Linked DNA regions of Sus scrofa: region 2 is linked to region 1. A link is a contact called in public Hi-C data. All regions are on one chromosome and are shown on one strand. The core of a region is the stretch at or near the end of the contact, and the rest is flanking DNA. Distances in the headings are between cores, read along the strand shown.

Region 1 (6,964 bases), core at 2,482-4,981:
GACCTGGGGTGAGGGGGGGGTCAGGATCCAGGGGGAGGGGGTGAGTGGGGGACAGAGGGGCTGGCCCAGTGCAGTCCATGCCCAGAACTAGATCTGGTACACAGCAAGTGCTCAAATACCACTTTGGCGGAGGAGGATTAGAAACAGGGGCCAAGAACAGCCTAGGACACAACAGGCGCTCACTCAATGACGACCGACGCAGCCCGCCCAGGCCAAGCCCTCAGTCCCGGCCCACCTTGGCTGTGTCATCCTGCACGGCCATGAAGTTCAAGAATGTGGTGTTCACTGGGTCTGGCCCAGCCACCACCGTCATCAGCTTCTCCTCCAGCCGGGCCTCGGGGCCCCCAAAGCCCAACACCTCCCGGATCTTGGGGTCCTGAGTGGGTGAGAACCGAGAGTGAAGCCGCTCGTGCCCATCCCCCACGGCCGCACCCCTGTTGAGTCCCAAGCACCTCACTCACCTTGGGCAGGCGGGCGTAACGGCCTGTCCTCGTGTCCCTGATGGAACTTATGTCCAGTGTGTCTACTTCCTGGGGAAACCAGATGCCAAGGTAGGTCTGAGAGGTTAGAGGGTGAGAGCAGGGAGCCCCCAAGCTCCCGCCCAGGCCAGGGATGTCGGCCCTCTGCCGTAGCCCCAGCCTTAGCCGCTGCCCTTAGTGCTTCCTGTCCAGGGAACCCTGGGAGACATCGGGGGCAGCTGGGCCCCACCTGCATGGCAGAGGCAGAGGGAAGGGGGGGGGGGGTCCTGGGGCGGGGCCCTAGACCTGAGCAAGCTGTACCAGCTCCTGCCCTCACCATATTGGGTCCTGTCCAGTAAAGGAAAAATCCATTGGAGTCCACGCGCAGGGTCACCAGGTTCCGACTGGAGGCCTCCTGGGGACAGATGGCAGGGGTCCGGGAGTGAAGGTTGCCGCCGAGGTTTGGTCCCTGGAACCCTCAGGCCACCCAGCCCAGTCTTTCTGCCAGTGAGCAAGGACAAAGCCTCATCCAGCCCAGAGGTCCTCTGTGGCTCTCTCCTGGGGACAAAGCTGAGGTCCTAGGCCCCTCCCAGCCTCATCTAAGACTGTCACATGGACCACGAACTAACCTTTCCCCACCTCCAGCTTTGGCATCCTTGTTCCTCTGTAAGGATATTCTCCCTTTCTTCTCTGCACCTCAAATCTGACCTACCTCCTTGGGGGGGGGGCTCCCCAGAACCCAACCCTGGGCTCAGTTTCCTCAGAAGCTCTGAGAATTCCCTGGTGGCTGAACACCTCCCCCATCCCCCTTGGGAATATTTATAGACTGAAAGAAGAGGGTTTGGAAGCCCGATCCCCACAGTCCTTCTCTGTCCTTTGGGGTCCCCTGACCAGTCACCCCTTATATCTGCTTCAAAGTCCATTATCCCACCCTGCACCCCACTGAAGCCCCAGAACTTCACGGTTCACCTCGTCTTACAGAGCACAGACCAAGCCCCCTGGGAAGGGGACCCACCCCATCTTCAGGACCAGACAGTGAATTCTGTCCTCAAACAGCCCCATGGCTGGACGGAGGGCAGAAAAGGGTACACTGGCCTCGTTTCTCATCAGGGCCACCCTGTGTGACTCAGAACCAGCAGTGGCGGCAGAGGGGTGGGATTTCATCAGGGGCTTAGTCTCAGCCAGAGCCCCAGTGACCAAGGGGCCACAGGTAGAACTCTCTTGCCCCAGGCCGGAAGACCCTGCTTCCCCATGGTGCCACCCCCAAGCTGCTGCTCCCTGGTGGACGATCGTGCGACAGCTCACCCTCACGCTGCCCCTGCTGCGTGCCAGGGACAGGCCCAAGCACTGGATATCTAGGTGCTCATGTTGTCCTGCGAGCCACCTATGAGGTTTGCCCCATTGCTCTTCCCATTTTACAGACGAGGAGACTGAGGCCCAGGGAGCCTTGCCAGCTTGCCAAAGGTCAACAAGAAGAGCCAGGATTTGTGGGCAGTATGGCTCCAGAGTCCTGAGTTTGGGAAGCAGCGAACCAGGACCGCCGCCAGGTTCCCAGCTGCAGGCCTCAGCCACAACCCCACGGGGGTCGGGGGGGGGGGGGGGACCCTGGGATGAGCCTCCACTCTGCAGATTGTTTCCATCTTCAGGAGAATGGGGACTGCACCGGCCCCGCCCATCTCGGGCGTTGCTTACAAAGGACAGGAGGTTGATCTGGGGGCAGAGGGGACAGGAGGCTTGGGAACTGCTGGGATGCATTGCCTTTGCCGCCTCGTCTGCTGCACCCATCCTGGCCCCTTTCTGGGATTAACCCTGCTCTGGGGCTCAGAGCCCCCCAGTAGTGCAAGAAGCGGGGTGTTCTCTGCATACTGCCCCCAGGGCCTCCCCCTGCCTCTCCTCAGGGGTCAGGTCTTCAAAGGCAGCACAGGCCCCAGGCTCTCAGGCCCCAAGTTCTTGTCAGCAACCCCCACCCCACCCCCAGGGCCCTCTCCCTGTTCCCACTTCCTTATTTGGGTTTATCACACTGGAAGGAAAAGGAGAAACTTTTCCCTTCAGGCCGGCCTGGGGGGAGGGGTTTCCCCCAACTCCAGGGGCGCCGAGGCACCCCTCCGGGGCACACCTGCTACCTCAAGCCACGCCCCCAGCCCCTCCTCCCAGCTCCCACGCCTACCCGCCCCACCCAGCCGGAAAGGAGCCCAGAGTCTTTCGGGCCTCCGGCCTGGCTGGGAAGGAGCAGCAAGGAAGCTCAGGCAGGCGAGGGAAGCCCTGGGGAAGGAGGGGCCCAGGGGGAAGAGGAGGGGCGGTGGGAAATCGAGAGTGAGGTGCGAGACCGGTTGCAGAGCCGCAGGTGGGAGCGGGGCCTCTGAAAAGCACCAGGGGGCAGGGCAGGTAGAAAGGGGGAGACAGGATTTATTGGGGTTCAAAGTCCCGATGCTAAGGAGCGGAGAGCAAAGTTCCCCCGGGGTGGAGGAACTTGGGGGGCAAAGTCTCCACTATGGGGTGACTTGATGATCCCACCTAAGCAGGGAGCTGGGCTGGGATCTAAAGCAGGGCAAGGGGGTGCCAGCCAGAATAGGGTGAAAAAGTGATGAATGGAGAAGAATGTTCAGATTAGGGCACTGGGAAGGGTAGAGTCCCAGCGGCACCCACTCAGAATTGGGGGTACACTGAGCCAGACTGGGGGCCAAGGTTCTCTAGCCAGACTGTCCAGCGCCGGGAAAGGGTCTGTCTGGGGACCAGGCCAGGGGTAGGGAACCAGAATTAGACAGGCAGGGAAAGGTGAGAAGGGCGAGTTTAAAGGGGGGGCTGGGATTTATTGGGGTTCGAAGTCTCCGAGACAAGGAGTAAAAGCCAAATTTTCCGGAGATGACGGGCTGGAGTTGGGGGTGGGGGACAAAGTCTTCATTACGGGGAAGATTGGGGACTCAAGTTTCCGGAGCGTAGCCGGGTTAGGATGCGGGGAGGGGGGGGCGCGGGCGGCCAGGCCAGTCTGCGCTGGGGGTCCCCAGCATCTGGCCGAGCAGGGCGAGGGAGTCCCTGGATCTGCGCGAAGCAGGAAGCCCCTGCGCTTGCTTACCTCGTCCCATTTGATGAACTTACTCCCGCGCCGCAGGGTCTCCACGACGGTGGGCGGCTCCAGCTGCAGCGCGTGGACGCCGGGCCTGGCGCCCGCCATGGCCAGGCCCGGGGCGGGTCGGGGAGCCACGGAGCCCCGACGGGGACCCGACGGCGCCGCTGCTCCCTCCGAGCGCTCCCGCGCGGCCCGCTCCGGCCCGGCGGCGTCAGAGCCCGCCCGCCAGTCTGTCCCGGACAGACTAGAGAATCGGCGGGGCCCGGCCGGGGCGGGGCGGGGGCGGGGCCGCAGCGGCGCCGCCCCCTCCCACGGCGTCTGGCTCGCCTGCCCCGCGTCTGCTGCCCCTGGCGGCCGGGGTGGCGACTGCAGCCAGAGGAGGGATGGGACAGGGGCACGCCCCGATCGGGGCCCTCGGCTGGGGGGGCTCCGCAGAACCGACCTGGGGTGGGAGGAGGGCGCTTAGGGGCCGGGGGCTGTTGGGGTGCAGCTGGAGGGACTGGGTGTAGAGGGCGCTGCTGAAGACTGGCGGGGGTCTGCCCGCTGAGGTTTCTGAGGCGCCGGGGGTGGGGGTACTAATGGATGGCAGGACTTGGGCCGGGGGGCGCCCGAGACCTGCCACCCACCCTACTCCTGCAGCACTTAGCTGAGAGCTGGAAAAGCCACTCCCACCCCTTCTCTGCCCTCCCTTCGCCTCACCCCCACCTCCCGCAGCAGCTCGGTCCCCCCTCCCTGGGAGCACTTAGCAAGCTAATGGGCCTCCAGCCGATAGGTGCCCCTCCCCCATCCTTAGCCCAAGGAGGCTGGGAGCCTGCCGCCTCCTTGGAGGACCCAAGCACCCTGGTTTTCCAGAGCGATCCCTGGTACAGCCTCCACTCCGCCCCGCCCCTTCTTCCTGTTCCGCAGACCCTCACAACGCAACCGGGTGCCTGGTGGCCCTGTGGCGCTTCCGACAGCAAACTGAGAAGGAGACAGCTGGTTCTTTGCCCAGAGGGGTCGGAAGCCTCTTGGGTGTCCGCCGAACAAGGAGGATTGAGGAGGGGCTCTGACACGCCTGGCCCATAGCAGGTGCCCTGAAATCTGCTGTTCCAGGGATGGGAGCAGGGAAGACAGGAGAGCAGAGATGGGTGGGGGCTGCGGCCCCTCCCGCAGGGCTTGGCTGGGGGGGCTCCTGCCTGGGGGCCCTGTGGGAGCCCCCCCAATACAGAGGCAGTAGCAGCAGCAGGTTTAAAGTAGAACTCATCCAGAGGGGCCAGCCAAGTCACCTAGAAACCCAGAAAGAGATGGAGCTGGTTCTGGGGGAGGAGGGCTCGGTTAAGGAGGAGCCAGCCCTACAGGCGCCTTTGCCCCAGGCTCTCAGACCCCCAGGGGCAGGTCTGCCTGGCACTGGCTGTCTTCAAAATCCTGCCACGTTGGGCACAAACTCAAACCTAGCAGATCCCCTAGCCTTTGGCTGAGGCCCTGTGGGGTGTGATTATTATCTCCACTTGAGGCCCAGAGAGGGGAAGGGACTTGCCCAAGGTCACACAGCTTCGTAGGCGGGTTGCAGCCCTCTGTCTAGAAAGCTGACTTAAGTCCTGCCTTTACTCCTTGCCCTTGAGGAGACACAGAAGGGGAGACGGGGGACAGGACTTGTGATCCTTGTCCTCTCTCATCAGAGCAACAGAGCCCCGAGCAACAGAGACTCAGGGACCAAGAGGTCTCCTTGGGCAAGGCCATGCAGGGTGGAGATTGGCCTTTCTGCTGGCTGGCCTGGGTTCAAGGCTACCGGCAGAACCTGGTCTCTCTGTGCGACCAGTCACCTTGTCCAGAAGCTGGAGGTTCTCAGAGGATGAAATAAACAAATGGGTATGAGATGACTCCTGGCTATAGATAGCTGACTATGCCAGGAGTGGAGAGTAAGCTGTGGGGGTGGCAGGGAGGAAGGAGGAAAGGGGTGAACAGGGCCTGAGCTTAGGGGTAGAAGCTTTAGGCAGTAGCTCCTTGAAAAACAGGATGGGAGCCTGTTGCCTGGACCTGAGCCCCTCCCCCACTCCCTCCACCCCTGTGTCTCCCGAGGCCAGGGCCGCCCCCATTAGTGGGCTCCTTCCTCCTCGGACACCTTCTTCCAGCCCTGGTAATGGTAGCAGGGCTTCTTGGCAAGCAGTAATGGTGGAAGCCTTTCCGGCCTCCACCCTCGATTAAGGGAGCCTGGCCTGCCGGCACCCTCCCCAGGGCCTCTGCTTCAAGGAGGTGCTATAAGCAGCCTTAGCTGCCCTCTGGTGGAGGGGGGTCGAGATCCCGAGATGGGTGGGGCTGCAGAGGCCACAGCCTGAGGCTTCAAGGATGAGGAGCAGCATCCGGAGGGTTCAGACAGGGGAGAAAGGGCCGGGATATGGTCTTGGAGCACTGACCTCCACCCCCAACCACCAGAAGGCAGCAGAATCAGCCCCCTTGAAGAGGCTCCGGGCAGGTGCGTGACTTGCCCGCTGCTTCTTCGCCTAGGGCAGAGGCAGGATTCGAACCCAGTTCTTCCACTCCAAGGATCCATGCAGAGCAGCCTAGAGACCAAGATGGCGGCAGGCCATCCTAGCCATCTGCAGGGTGTGTGGCCAAGGGAAGGGACTGGACAGACAGGGGATTCAGCTCCAGGAATCTGGGAGTGCCCTGGGGGTGGCATAGGAGGTGAAAAGAGGGAGAGTCAGGAAAAGCACCCCTGGCTCCTCCCTGTCCTGCCCAGACCACTCGCAGAGGATACCCTGACATTTGGACTTGACAGGAGGCTTTCACACCAGCCTTGAGGGGAGGAGAGATAGGAAGGGCATAGCTCAGGGGCATGGCATCTGGGGGGGCAGACCTGGGGCTGGTACCCAGTCTTCCTTCTAGGTTCCACTCCCTAAACAAGCTATAGTATATCCTCCCTCTTAACCACAAGCACCCCTAAGACCTGAATCAACGCTCCATTTCAAAAAGAGCAGACGCACCCTGGTGGGGTGAGGTAGGGTGTGGTGGGGAATTTGGACTTGGATAAACTTCTTCGCCTGTGAGGCCAAGTTCAGAGTCGGAGGCCAGGTTGAGGATGGGGCTCTCTTAGAAAGGGCGGGTCCTGCCTAATCGGCAAGAACAGGGTCACCCTGTCCCTGACCCCCAGGTTGGGGACGCCAGGAGGTGGTTGGGGAGGGAGGAGGTACAGCCCTGGACTGAGCCACGTGATCCTGTCCCCCTGCCCTCCCAGGGAGAAGCCCACCCGGCATGAATCCCACCACCACCGTCACCACGCAGACCATTCTCGGACACTGCCTTCTCTTTGTCTATTTTCCCCAACTGTAGGGTAAGCCTGAAGTCCTGAGTTTGGATTGTCTGCAGCACCAGCTGTGTGACCGTGAGCCAACCTCTCTCTGAAGCCCACCTACCGAAGAAGGCTTCTCTGGCATCCAGAGAGGGGGTGTCTGTGAGAGGC
Region 2 (6,964 bases), core at 1,565-4,064, 50 kb after region 1:
CCGGTAAGACCCACCGCCTGGCCATCCTCACTGCCGTCCATAGGAGACCTGGTGTCCCTGCCCCCAGCCTCTCGCTGGAAACCCTTTGGCTGCGGCTCTCCACGTCCAGGATGGAGCATCTATTTCTGTTTTTCATTTTGTTTTTGTTTTTTCTTTTTAGGGCCACAGGTGGATGTTCCCAGGCTAGGGGTTGAATTGGAGCTGCAGCTGAAGCCTATGCCATAATCACGGCAATACCAGATCCAAGCCTCATATGGGAGCTACGCTGAAGCTTGTGGCAATGCCCCAGATGCTTAATCCACCAAGCAAGGCCAGGGATTGCATCCTCGCCGACACATATCAGGTTCTTAACCCACTGAGCCACAACAGGAACTCCCCAGGATGGAATCTAAAATGCCTTATGGTGGTCACGCCAGCCTTGTTTCTTGTGACACTCCAGGAGTCCCCCCCTGGCCTAGGGGCCCCAATTTGGACCTCAGCTCTGCCCCCAAACTGGCGGGGCTCCTCTTTGCTGCAGCTTCCTCTCAGGACGCATATTAAGCAGCCTCTCTTGGGAAGTCTCTCTGTCCTGGGCTAGCTGTGGCCCATCTTGGCTCCAGGCTCCCAGGATGGCTCCCCTTCTGCATCAGCTAATGCTCAGCCCTGTGCTGGCGGCTAAAGTGGGAGGCTCACCTGCCCCGTTGCGTTCCAGGCCAGCAGCTGGCACAGGCGGCTTGGCTGAGCCTCAGAGATGTCGGAGTGGGAGAAAAGGTATGGGGACAGTATCCCAGGCCAGGGGACAGGAACTGGAGGGACTTGACCCTGGGGGCCCAGCAGCAATGGAGAGTGGGGTCTGACCAGCTTTTTTGTTTAGGTCTCTTGCTTTGCCGTGGGCCATGCCCCAGGGCCAACCGGGTTTTCGTTCTCTCTGCCCTACGAGGCCAGGCCTGCTGAGTCTCCATCTGACGCCCAGCCTCCTGAGGGACCCGCCAGTCTCCACTTCTGCTTTCACGGCCTCCTTGGGCCTTGCCTTCTAGAAGCTCCCCACACCACCTCAGCCTCTGGCCGGGCTGCCCGGGGCCCCGTGCTGTCCACAAGCTGACCGACCTCCCTCCTGGGCTCTGCAGGGCACATCAGCTGGTCTGAGGAATCCACCTGTCCCCACGGGCAAGGGCCCTGGGACCCAGGCTGCCTGGGCCTATCGGTGGGTCTGCCTTCCGGCTCTGGCTATCGGAGTGGGCCTGCTGCCCTCCCAGGAAGGGGCCGCCCCCGCTCCCAGCAGAGAAAGGCGATGAGAAGCCCCCATCACCAGGCCTGCTCCCTTCCAGGCTGATACCACAGGCCGCTCTGCTGTAACTTCCTGTGGGGGCAGGGCCTTCCCACCCAGGCTGGGCCTGTCACCAGCCTGCTGAGGGCTTCCGCCTGAGGAGAGGGTGTGGGAGTGAGTCCCTGTCACCAAGAGCCCCCTCTGCTCTCCCCTCAGACCCCCAGAATGACCCCCAAGGCCAGGCCTCTCCTGCCCAGAAGTGGGTGAACGGGGGACTGGGGCTGCCCCTTGGGGTCTTAGCAAAGCCAGTTGGAGGGGAGGAAGGAAAGACAGCGGGAGGGAGCGGAAGTTAAGTTGGGGAAATATCTTTTTTGGAACCAAATGATTAAGCTGCTGCCTGAGTCACTGCGACTCTGTTATCGAGAGCTGCGCAGCAGGGCCGGCCCGGAAGTGCCAGGGGACCCGTGGGCACTCACTGATCTCCTCCACAATCTTCAGGAGCACCCCACCGATGTGCGACTCCCCTGTGACCCGGAGGGTGACCGACTCGGCCTCGGGGTCCTCTTCTCCGACGAACACCCGCAGCTCCCAGGACGAGTCGATGTAGTCCCCCGTGGCTGTCTGCATGCCCGCCATGGCTGCGGTGGCTCTGCGGGAGGGTGGGCAGGACGCTGGGTGGGCAACCGGGGCCTGGCAGGTCGCCCGTGGTTCCCCGGGGCAAGCGGGAGGGAGAGAGTGAGCCCTCGGGCCAGAACGCCCCAACGGCAGCAAGACACGGGCCGAGTCGTTCCAGGCAGAGCGGAGATGGTTGAGCTGGAGGGACCCTCGGCGACCACGTCACCCAGCCCTCTCCCTTCGTACCAGACGGAAGATGAGGGCGGGTAAGAGAGGAAGGGGCTCCCTCAAGATGACTCAGCTCCATGCCCGTAGCCCGGCCCCAAGCCCACACTGGCAGCTGCCCACCCTGGAAATGGTTGTAAACCCAGGTCAGAAAATAGTCCGGATCAGGCCCAAAGCTCAGCTCCATCACCCCAAACCAGCCGGAGCCTCTCTAGGGCAGTGGGAAGTCCAGGCTGCCACATGGAGAGAGGCACGCTGGGCAGAGGGGCACCGGGAGGCCGGGGAAGACAAGGGTCTTTGGGCCTCCGGCCTCCCACCCACTTACCTTGTCTGCAAGGGGGTGGGGTTGCTGGTGGGGGGTCAGGGTGTGAGCCACTCCTGGCCTCAGCCCGCACACCTGCAGGCCACTGCTCGCTTCTTTCCCCTCCGCTTTCTCTCTGGAGCTTTCTTCAGAGGGCAGCCCTTGCGTCTTATCATGAACAGGGCGGGCTCAGCCCCTCCCCAGGGCGGGCTGGAGCTGGGTGCAGGAAGCAACTGCCAGTAGGGAGGTGGAGGTGGCGGTGGCGGTGAGGGTTCCACTGGGGCCCTGCCTTTGCTCCCAGTGAGCACAGGAAGCAAGTGGGGCTTGGGGACCCAAGACCACGCCAAGAGTCCCTTCCTTTGGAGGAAAGCTCAATTCAAATCAGAGAAGTTACCAAATCATGTTCCCCTAGAGAAAGCCATCTCTCATCTCCAACCTGTCATGAGGTGGGGGGGTCTCTGGGCTGTACGCATCACTCTGCTGCCAAGAGGGGGAGCTGTGGGTGGGATCCGGGTTGCTTGGGAACTTGGCAGGTCAAGTCAGCTCAAGCCTAGGAGGCCCTTTATCACCACAAAGCAGATCCGTGAAAGCCCCCCAACCCCGAGGGAAATACCCGCTTTGTCTTTTCTGCCCAAGCAGGGACTTCTACCTCCAAACCTGTCAGCCAGAGAGCTGCCCACGGGAGTGGCTGAACAGAAATTAGCCCTGATGTCTCCCAACCTGCCTGCCCCGCACCTTCAGGTCTTAAGGCTCCAGACTTGTTTCCGCCACTGTGGCACCACCTGCTCGTGCTTCCCTAGGCCAGGGCCCACGAGGCTCACTCCTGTTAAGTCCATACACACACGGGACTTGGAGACTCCTGGCAGCCCATCATCTTCCTGCCTATCACCCACACGGGTACCTGAGCTTTGGGAGCAAGGCCTTATATTCACCAGCAGCTCCCAAGCAGAAATTCTTTGTTTTTTGTCCTTTTAGGGCCTCAACCTCAGCACATGGAGGTTCCCAGGCTAGGGGTTGAATTGGAGCTACAACTGCCAGCCTATGCCATGGCCACAGCAATGCCAGATCCGGGACGAGTCTGCGACCTACACCACAGCTCATGGCAAGACCGGATCCTTAACCCACTGAGCAAGGCCAGGGATCAAACCCACAACCTCATGGTTCCTAGTCAGATTCGTTTTCGCTGTGCCACAATGGGAACTCCCCAAGCAGAAATCCAACTTTCTAGATGATCAGTTTGGGGATGGAACAGAGCCTGAAGAGACAGTAGCAACAAAGGTAGAGGAATCCCTGTGGAGGTGGCTTTTGAACTATGCCACCCAAATGAGTGAGGCGGCCTGCTGGGGATTCCCAAGGGGCCAGTTTATGCAAAGTCAAGGCTGCAGGAAGTGCAGCCAGCTGCTGGCCTCAGCTGCTTCCTAACCAACAAGCTGCACTCATGGAGCAAATGAGGAAGTTTTATTCCAGCCCCAGAAGAAACCCCAGGCCAAGGTTTTAGAAAGTTTGTTGCAACCATGATAAAGTGCTCAGGCTCAGTCCAGGGCAGGGAGTTAAGAAGTAAAACTTAACAAGCAGCAGCTGACAGACTTCAGCTCTCCAAAAGGGAGGTCTGAAGCATCTCTTGCAATGGAAATTGGTTTTGTTTCACGGGTGAGATCCAGCATCCTTTGGGTCTAACTGGTTTGTGGATTTGAGATTAGAATGTGGAGAACTGGAAGTTCATCTGAACCTCAGGAGCTGGGCCTCTCTGGGCTGGAGCCTCCGATTTCCCTCCAATGGTTCACTGAGCAACAGCACCACCTAGCGGCCACCTCACTAGGCTGTGGAACCAGGTCAAGCTCACACAGACCCCACCCCTTGAGGACAGACAGACAGGCTCTGGTTCTCAGGAGCCAATCTGCACTCACACTTCTGCCAACCCAGGCTGTGACCCCGCAGGACAGCAAAATCTTTTGGCATAAAAATTAGGGACACAGCCTTGTATAACCACGCCTGACTGGCTTGTTTTATTGGAGAAGAGGACGTGGAGTTAACAATGTGAGAACAGCTGGGACCTGAGGTTGGGAAGCACACCCTCCCCTCCCCATACAAGCCCACTGTCCCAAATAAAAAATAACCAACTATGGGAGAGCAGCTGAGACAGCGACTGGGGGCAGGGGAAGGAGACATGGAACTCGAGGGCAGCAGAAGAGACCATGCGTGTGCCGGGAGGGCCCAGAGGCAGCGGCTGCACGAGTAACGGAGTGTAAGTCTCTGCATCGTCCACAGGGGTCTGTATAAATATATAGCAGTTGTTCGCTTGTTTCCCCTCCTCTCCCTTCTGCTCCGTGCTGCGTGCCGCCGTCCCAGCTCCTCTTTCCACAGGAGGACGAAGGGAAGGGGGATGACGAACATGTCATCACCGAATTGCGATCAGACCCACGTCCATCAGCTTCTGGATCTTCTGCGCTATTACAGGATTCTTTAGGTGTCTGATAAAGAAGAGGCCAAGTTATTTGAAATGAGACTTTACCTAAAAAATTTACTTGCTCGCAGAGCAAGCTCCATTGCAAACCCTTGAGGCCACCAACAGGAGGTGGGGAAGGGGGAACTGTGAAGACCGCCCAGCAGAGAACCGCACAGGCCCCCTCTGCCGGCGCTGGGAACCTGGCCCGCCCCACTGCGCAGGAGTCCACAGACAACAGCTCTCAGCTGAGTGAGACCTTTCCCCCAGCAAAAGTGGCCTTCCCAACGAAGTGCTGGAGCCGTCATCACTAACGCTAGCTCACTACCACTGCCAACCTCCTGAATAAGAATTACACAGTAGACGTCCCCACCCAGCCCCATCATACTGCTGCCAACATGTGCCTCCCTCCCTGCTTTTGTCCGCCTTCTCCTGCTGAGGCTGCACACCCCGCCCCCAACCGGACTTACTCGCTGAGCGCCTGAGGGTCCTTCTGCATCTGTTCCAGGATGAGCCGCATGGCTGGGTCACTCATGATCTGCTGCACCTCAGGGTCGGCCATGGCCCGCCGCTTCACATCTTCCGGGCTGTCGTGTCGGTTGTACTGGGCCATCACGCAGCGCTGGTAACCGTCGGCGGCCTCCTGCATTTCAGCAAAGCCAAAAGGGGAGGGCGTTAGCACTGCCCGGCTCACTGCTGGCAAGGTAACCAACAGAAGCCACTGAGAAGGGGACGGACTACAGAGAATCGGGCGAGGAGGGGTGGGTGAAGGACACCGCAAAGACACAAAGGGGAGTGGCGGGTGGGGAGAGCTCGCCGAAGGCCAGACGCAGCCCCACCTTACAGTTGGCATCCAGGTCGAGCGCCTTCTGGTAGACGTCCATGGCTTTCGTGTAGTCTTTCATGGCTTCCAGGGCAGCTGCTTTCCGGGTATAGCCCTTGACTGTAGGCAGAGAGGGGAGCGGTGAGACATCACCCCAAACACACCTCTGAAGGCTGCTCTGCCACCCCTTTATCTCAACACCAGCATCCCCGGCCCAATGTGAGCTTGTAAACACGCAAGGTTCCAAAGACACAGGCAAAGAGCAGGCTCTCTCCTCCTCTCAATTCTCTGGCACATCAGGGACAGAGGAGCAGCCCAGAAAGGCACTTACTGAAGGTAGGTTCTAGCTGGATGCACTCCTCACAGTCCTAGGAAGGAAAGGCAAAAAAGAATTAGGCTTCTTCCTTCAGTCAAGTTACTTTAGAGCAGGTGGATTATTTGGAATTACAAATCTGACTGTTCACTCGCAGCCATCACAGAACATTCTACTTTTGACCCCAGTGCTCCCTAACCCCGGCATCTGGACAACTGACAGGAGCCTGGCACAAGGACAGCAGAGAAAGCAAGGTCAGCAGAGCCACCAGGGACGAGAGTCCAGACCGTGGACCATGGACTGTTCTGTGTTAGGACGAAGCGCCCGGACTCTTCAAAAGGCTGATGTTGTGGAGCGGGGGAGGGGGCGGGGAAACGACGACACAAAAGGTGGGAAAACCAGTTTGAGAAACTGAAGTGGACATGATCACCAGGTGACATGGATAGGCCTTGAGACTGACAACCTATTTTTCAGACAAACGGGGAAATCTGAATATACACACATAATAGATGACATTACCAATCTTAGTTTTGCTATTAGTAGGTGCTATTGTGGCTGGATGGAGAGTCACTTCAAGAGATATACTCTTGAATTTAGAGATCAAGTGCTAATAAAATACATCATTTCCTTTCACAAATGGTTCGGCAAAAATGTGCCAATGCTCACATGTGAGTGAAAGTGGTAAACACTTAAGTATTCTGTGTATTTTTGCCTGAAGTATCTTCAAAACATAAAATTATGGGGAAAAGAATGCTATGCGTGTAGTACGTGCACCGAAGCCTACGTCAAACTCTTCCCCCAAGAAGCTCCAAGGCCAGACGTGATTCCATTTACTCCCTCCTCCATCTGCAGCCTGGGAAAGTCCTGCTCCACCTCTAGGTGACTGATACTGTTTTGGTGCCTCTACATCAAGACAGTAGAGCATCAAACAAAACCATGAGAGCTCAGGTACTGCTGTCACTAGACAGAGAGCCACAGAAGTAGCTCCTCTAGGTGTC

The links. Hi-C and Micro-C count contacts between places; a contact is called where the count stands out from the background.
Region 2: a Hi-C map of epiblast stem cells shows a contact between it and region 1, with 4 times the contacts expected there. The contact joins the promoter of FERMT3 here to the promoter of PLCB3 in region 1. A contact is called at or near these places in 1 of 5 promoter capture datasets (liver), 7 of 47 Hi-C or Micro-C datasets (blood, epiblast stem cells, fetal liver and 2 more) and 2 of 2 datasets of contacts at active chromatin or transcription factors (alveolar macrophages and skeletal muscle).

What each region holds. Positions count from the first base shown.
Region 1 is chr2:7,856,452-7,863,415 of Sscrofa11.1, forward strand. It overlaps PLCB3 (1-phosphatidylinositol 4,5-bisphosphate phosphodiesterase beta-3), which reads right to left and starts at 3,732. Exons shown (of 33, transcript XM_021082884.1): 1 at 3,532-3,732; 2 at 796-873; 3 at 462-530; 4 at 236-376; 5 at 1-3. The coding sequence starts at 3,630.
Region 2 is chr2:7,907,078-7,914,041 of Sscrofa11.1, forward strand. It overlaps FERMT3 (fermitin family homolog 3), which reads right to left and starts at 2,815. Exons shown (of 15, transcript XM_003122594.4): 1 at 2,412-2,815; 2 at 1,723-1,895. The coding sequence starts at 1,882. STIP1 (stress-induced-phosphoprotein 1) reads right to left here. Exons shown (of 15, transcript XM_003353794.4): 12 at 5,985-6,021; 13 at 5,670-5,773; 14 at 5,301-5,473; 15 at 4,366-4,858. The coding sequence ends at 4,786.